Regions from separate parts of the Sus scrofa genome. Here region 2 is linked to region 1. The links are chromatin contacts, called in public Hi-C maps. All regions are on one chromosome and are shown on one strand. Each heading gives the region's core, a stretch centred on a gene start, on an enhancer-like site or on the middle of the called end of the contact. The rest is flanking DNA. Distances are from core to core; before and after follow the strand shown.

Region 1 (2,840 bases), core at 131-2,630:
TTGATCTAGGGAAATACTGTATTTCAAATGATCATTTTCAGCCTTTGGAAACATCTGTCAGATGATTGGAAAGATTGGCTTAGTCTTTGTGATCATAAATGAAACACTTGCAGAACATTCATTTTGTTCTATTTACCAGCATTAGTATATGTATGTCTGGTTCTGGACAAGAACAAAAAGCTGCCCTATGCCTTTGAATTGATTGTTACATATCTCATGTGTGTGACAGATCAAAAAGTATTTTTAAAGACTTAAGACATGGAAGTGATTTTTTTTTCCCCTCTGCTGCTATGCTACAAATGGCAGTCTCTTCACCATCTGTGTTCATGCTCTTTCTTCAGTATCTTTTCAAGCTACATGTTTTACAGCTAAAAATGAGCCAGGACCATGTAATTCCAGGCAACTTGTTTCATCCTCTCTTGGCTCCTGGCCCCCTTCTTCATGAGTTTAGGAGGAGATGCTGCTGGTTATAGGGCTTGACAAGCTTGCATTGGTGGTTAACTTAATTATGCTACCTGGCGAAACCTTTGGTGGCTCCCCTAAAGTATCCTTCCCTTGTTCCTAGGTTGCCTTCCTTTTACTTTATACCTGCAGAAAACCTTGGGGAAGGACACCAAGAAGCACTTCCCAAGGCAGAATAATTGCAGATTTTTAACTTTGCCCTAATGATCCTCGATTTGATAGCATTTTCCTTTGGGCTGGTGTATTAATAACTGCAGCCATTATTATAATTATTCATGGTTCCCACCTTCGTAATTTCTTAGAGCAGAGGAATCTGAAATATTTGCCTTTTGGTACTAATAAATATTTTACCACATAATGACAGTCTTACCAGATAATGACTTTTTTTGGAGAAAATGTCTATTTTTCTAAAATTAAAATGTTTTGAAGGCTCTTAACTCTGAATAACCAATAATGTCAAATTAAGTGGCCCAAAATGGCCCCTTAGGAGAACAGGATTAGGACAATATGCTGGTCTCAAGAAGGAAAAAAATCCCTTTATAGAAAAGAACGTTGACAGTCAATCCTTTTTTTTTTTTTTTCCTGAGGCTTATGAAAAATGCACTGAATTTAATTCCAGTCTAGAATTTATTCAGAAAAGCATATTATTCCAAGTTCTGCTTCTATCAGAACTCCCAGAGGAGACTAGTAGGATCTCTTCAGCATTTGTTTAGGATATTTAAGTTTACTTTACTCTGGAGAACTATAATAGGACTTAGTTAAAAGCTATTAAAATTGTGTGTGCACGTGTGTGTGTTTTCTCACTGCAAAAGGCAAATCCTTTACCTTAGGCAAAACCACTATCCTCTTGGTTGGAGAAGATAGTATTTAAAGTGCTCTCTGGCTGGCTGGCATTCCTGGGGCTGCATTCCACTGAACATGGTCTGAGGCAGCACCGGGAGAGCTGACATGAAGGGACCCCTTGATAATAAAGTGTTGGTGATGAAGCCCACAACTCTGCCTCAAAAAAACAGATGTAGAGCTACCTTTTAAGTTTAATTTTACCCTAGAAGTCATAGTTCTCACTAAAACAATTACCAAAACCACATCAATTACTGTATAGAGACAGAAAAATATAAGGCTAGACTCACCTTTTTATTAAAAAAAAAAAGAATAGAATTTAAAACCCCTACATTTGAGACCGGAAATCAGAAGTCATAGTCTTTGCAAGAGAGATTTGGAATGATCATTGATAATATCAGCTCAATGGGTTAGTCAATGTTCTGAAGAAAATCACCTTAGCATTCTTAGAAAAAAATTTTTTTTTAAAAATTCTGAACTTGGTTCTTATTTTTCAGTGATTTAAAATTTGAATGAGCTGAGAAAATGCAAAAGTAGCAGTTTTAGGGTTAATAAACTAAACTAAAAATTAAAAGGTTTTAAGGTTTGCAAGTGATTATAATCTTCAGAAAACTAATTATTGAATGAATTCTCTGACTCATCTCTCTGTCTCAAAATATATGTGAATGATCAATATTATTATTTGCTCCTTTTATGTTTTTTTAAAGAAATGCATTTTCAATAAAATACTGAGCAAAATATAATTACATAGTAAATATTTGGGACCTTTGAATGATTTTAAATAATTCAGTTTCCCCTCTTGGTCTTTCCCTAGTGATATATCTGGCCAGCAGATGAAACTTCTTCTGATGAAGTCTTTGGATGCTCTGGAAAATTGCTGCTTTGATACTAGTCTTGAATACAAGTATGTTGATTCCATTTCCTCTCTGTTACTCAGAGACTGGTTCTTTCTTTACTATAAATTTTGCATTCTGTGGAGAGATACTTGTAGGACCCAACCATGAATACCTTTGTGCAGAGTTTTCATTGATAATAAAAAAATCTGTAATTAAAGCTTATTTGTTCTGAAAACCGTGTTTCAGAAATTGACAGTTTGTTTCTGTACAAAGCAACGAATGTCACTTTGTGGCTGTCATTAAGTTTACCAATACCTTAGATTCCGTTTTGTTCTTATCATCCGAGGATACCTGGAGACTTGTACTTATGACTTAACCTTTCTAAAGATTTGTTGGAAATACTCTTTGAATTTGATTTGACTAAGAGAGCCTTTGACCCATGTTTTGGATTTCCCTAAGAAACCCAAAGTCTGAGGAATCAAAATGGAAACAAACAAGTTACACCAGAGGTTCCCAACCCATTCAGTATTAATAGATCCTCTTTTTTTCCTGCCACAAACTTCATGCTTTTTAAAGATTTTGTCTATTAAACTAAGTGTCTTAAAATTTATTTTCTTGTTCCAGTCATGAAAAACAACAGAAACAAAAAGGAATAATGAGAAAAGAATGCCTCAAAAAAATGGTATTAAACATAGGTGTTTC
Region 2 (3,042 bases), core at 457-2,956, 320 kb before region 1:
TTTTGCATGTACTTACCGAGCTAGCCATGCCTGGGGGCCCGGAGGTTTGCTGGGGTGTTGTGTGCTACCCCCCTCCCCCGCCCCCTTCAGCTGTAATTCATGAAGAGGCTGCTATGAATGAGAGCGCGCCCAGGAGCGGAGGGTAGATGGCGGACATTCTCTGCCTTTTTCCCCCCGCGTTCGCTTGCTCGCTCGCTCGCTTATTACACTCAGCCCTAAAAGCAAAAGCAGCAGCAGCAGCAGCAGCTCCAGGGCCGGAGGATGAGATTCCGGAGCATGCGCTGTGGCGCCTGACACCGGGGCTCTGAGCCTCAAGGGGCGGAGGGAGGGCGCGCGGGCGGGGCGGAGCGCGCGGGGAGGCAGAGCGAGCAAGCAAGGGGGAGCTCGAAAGAGCCAATCACCGGCCACCTCCCGAAGCCCTGGCGGCCAGCACCGCCACACTGGAACGCCTCGCTTAAAGTAACAGGTTCCTGCTGGGGGTGGGGAGAAGGGCGGGGAGGGGACGCTGGGGTGGGGAGAGCAGCCAGCTGGGGAACCATCCCAGCCCCTGTGTAAACTCCTCTCGCCCTACAATAAAAAACGGATTAAAACTGCTGGAATGTAGCCACTGCCTAGAGCCCCCAGCCTCCCGAGAAGGGGCGTTAAATCAAGTCTTTGGCGTTAGTTAGCACGCTCGGGGAAGGGAAGGGGGTTTCTTTTACTTTCCACCACATCTTTTTATGGTTTTGTGCTGAAACGGCAAGAAATTACACCCAAACAAACTTATTTAAAGACAGAGCGAGAGAAATGCCATCCTGCAAACAAGCGTCTAAAAGCAATCGCTGAGACAGTTATAACCGGCAACAATTCCCTGGCCCCCTTCCCTATCCACTCACCCCCTCCCTTCCTGCACCGCCATCGACAATTTTAAAATGAACAAGCCAGAGAAACAAGACGGCAATTTCCTTCCCAGGGACCGCCTCCCGCGTTGGTAATCCCCGGCTGGAAGGCATAACAAAGCAGTGCCCAGGTGAAGGTGAGATAGATACCTGGGAGTGCTGCTGGGTGCAGACCCGCGGGGACCAGGCTAGGAGTTGTTTTCTTGGGGAGGTTGCCCCTCCTGACAGCCTGCTGGGTTGCATCAGAACGTGGAAGATTGTCCTCTGAGAACGCCAGGGACAACTGGGAGTCTTAAAATAGCAGATAAAGTTAATACTGACTGTAATGGGCATAAATTGGATTATAATCTTTAGGCGAATTGGTGACAGACAGCGTAATCCATCTCCGGGTATTAATCCTGTTAGGTTCCCGAGTGACAACCAGTCGCTGGAGTGTTCCCAAAGTCGCGCTCCTGCGATGCTTCTCACTTGGGTTGAACTTGCTCTCAGTGGCGGGGGATAGAACAGCGCAGCCACGCGTGGGGCGGAGTAGGAGTACTAACTAGCTTCCTTTAGCAGCGCAGACAACCTTTACAAAGGAAACGGATAAGATCTAGACAATTGATTTGAAAGTGAAAGATAGCTGTAACTTCGGTTCGTTAAAGAAAGATCCCTGCATCTTCCTATAGCCCACATTCCTTTTTTGCTCTTCTTTTCTTCCCTTTTTCCCTCATCTCCTTCTTTCTCAGTCTTTCCTTTGGCTTTATTCTCTTCTACCTGCCTTCTTTATCTGCCCTGTCTTGCATTTTTTGGCTCAACTTTCTTGCTTTCTTCTTTTCCTTTTTCTTAAAACCACCAAAACAAGTTGTATGGGCCATTGAATTAAAGGGAGCAAGCACAATAGGGGGAAAGAGGTTAGCCGGGGCACCTGGGATCCTTAATGTTAATTTTTCAGTTCTCCCAGCTGCTCACAGGGAGCTAATCGGAATCAGATCTGACCGGTTCGGACCAATTTTAATTTACAATCCAAGCCTCCGGCTTCAGTGCGTTGAACCCCTAAAACTGATGCTCTCCTCTCCCCCAGTTACAACCAAGAAAACCTCTTCTGCTTTAGGACCCTAATTCCTCCCACCCTTCTATTGGATTTAGCATGTAATGTAGAAAACAGCTGAGGATAGAAACATTTTAGTCCAAGGCCAAAAGCTTAAACTTCTCTTAGATTTCTTAGACCCACATGTACATATATGCATAATATTTTTTAGGTGTATGTGTGTCTGTGTGTGTATACGGACTAAGTTTACACACACATAGACAAGCTGTATGTTAGGGTCTACGTGAAGAGTGGACGTACTTGCTATGCATTATTGCATTTTTAGATAGAATAATCAAATTAGAAGTCCTTTGGAGTCGTAAGATAGGAAAGTGATTGTTATCTGGATGTGCCATTAATAAGGCCACTTTCTGGAAGGTGGCAACCATGAGGCAACGAGTCTAGCTTAGCACGCAGGTAAAAAACAACAATCCATTCTTCCTTTGAGTTGACTTCAGGGCTTGGCTAACTTCTAGCAACACCAACCGGGCTGTCTTGGAATTTTCTCTGTAACTTGTACTCGCAATGAGGGAAGAATGTCTCCTTTCGGAATTATGTGTCTGCTGAATAAGATTTATTCCAGGAATCACAAGTAAACCATGGGATCAAAGAAAGGTTCTTTTCCCATTATTCCTCCTTTCTCAAAGAATGCTTTTAAAAACCTTTAGGGGTAATTCTTTCTCCAGACCCTGGAAAAATAGATTCTGTCAGTAGATGGCGCACGGAGCCCTTCCACGGACGTCCTTACGTGACCTCGTTAAAACAAAAAAGACCAAGACCGGAGGGAAAAGAAAAGGCAATCCTGAATACTGAGATTCAACTTTTGGGCAAAAGAATTTATGTCAATCTTTCAATATATTATTTATAACATAATCTAATAAACTATTAATTAAAAGCAATCAAAACAGAAAAAACAGCAGATTAATTTTCTATCCATCATACCTGAAGATCTTTGCACTTTAGGTGAAGTACAACAAGCATGAAACAACCCTTTGGGTTCTTGACGATTTAATTACAGAAAATATTTTGCAAATAAATTTTGAGACAAACTTTTTCCAAAAAAAAAAAATTAAATGGAAGTGATGAGAGATAAAA

What was found. Hi-C and Micro-C count contacts between places; a contact is called where the count stands out from the background.
Region 2: a contact with region 1 is called in a Hi-C map of adipocytes, with 3 times the contacts expected there. The contact joins the promoter of MLLT3 here to the enhancer-like site in region 1. A contact is called at or near these places in 5 of 5 promoter capture datasets (fetal liver, fetal skeletal muscle, liver and 1 more), 28 of 47 Hi-C or Micro-C datasets (adipocytes, alveolar macrophages, blood and 16 more) and 2 of 2 datasets of contacts at active chromatin or transcription factors (alveolar macrophages and skeletal muscle).

Annotation. Positions count from the first base shown.
Region 1 is chr1:202,000,446-202,003,285 of Sscrofa11.1, reverse strand. FOCAD (focadhesin) reads left to right here. Exons shown (of 43, transcript XM_021063120.1): 27 at 2,117-2,206. Among named protein-coding and RNA genes, the nearest start is that of HACD4, 120 kb to the right of the region's middle. Within about 2 kb of position 1,380, at least 1 of the 83 cell types and tissues checked has an H3K27ac peak or open chromatin away from gene starts, as enhancers often do.
Region 2 is chr1:202,316,122-202,319,163 of Sscrofa11.1, reverse strand. It overlaps MLLT3 (protein AF-9), which reads right to left and starts at 1,706. Exons shown (of 11, transcript XM_013993522.2): 1 at 1,029-1,706. The coding sequence starts at 1,211.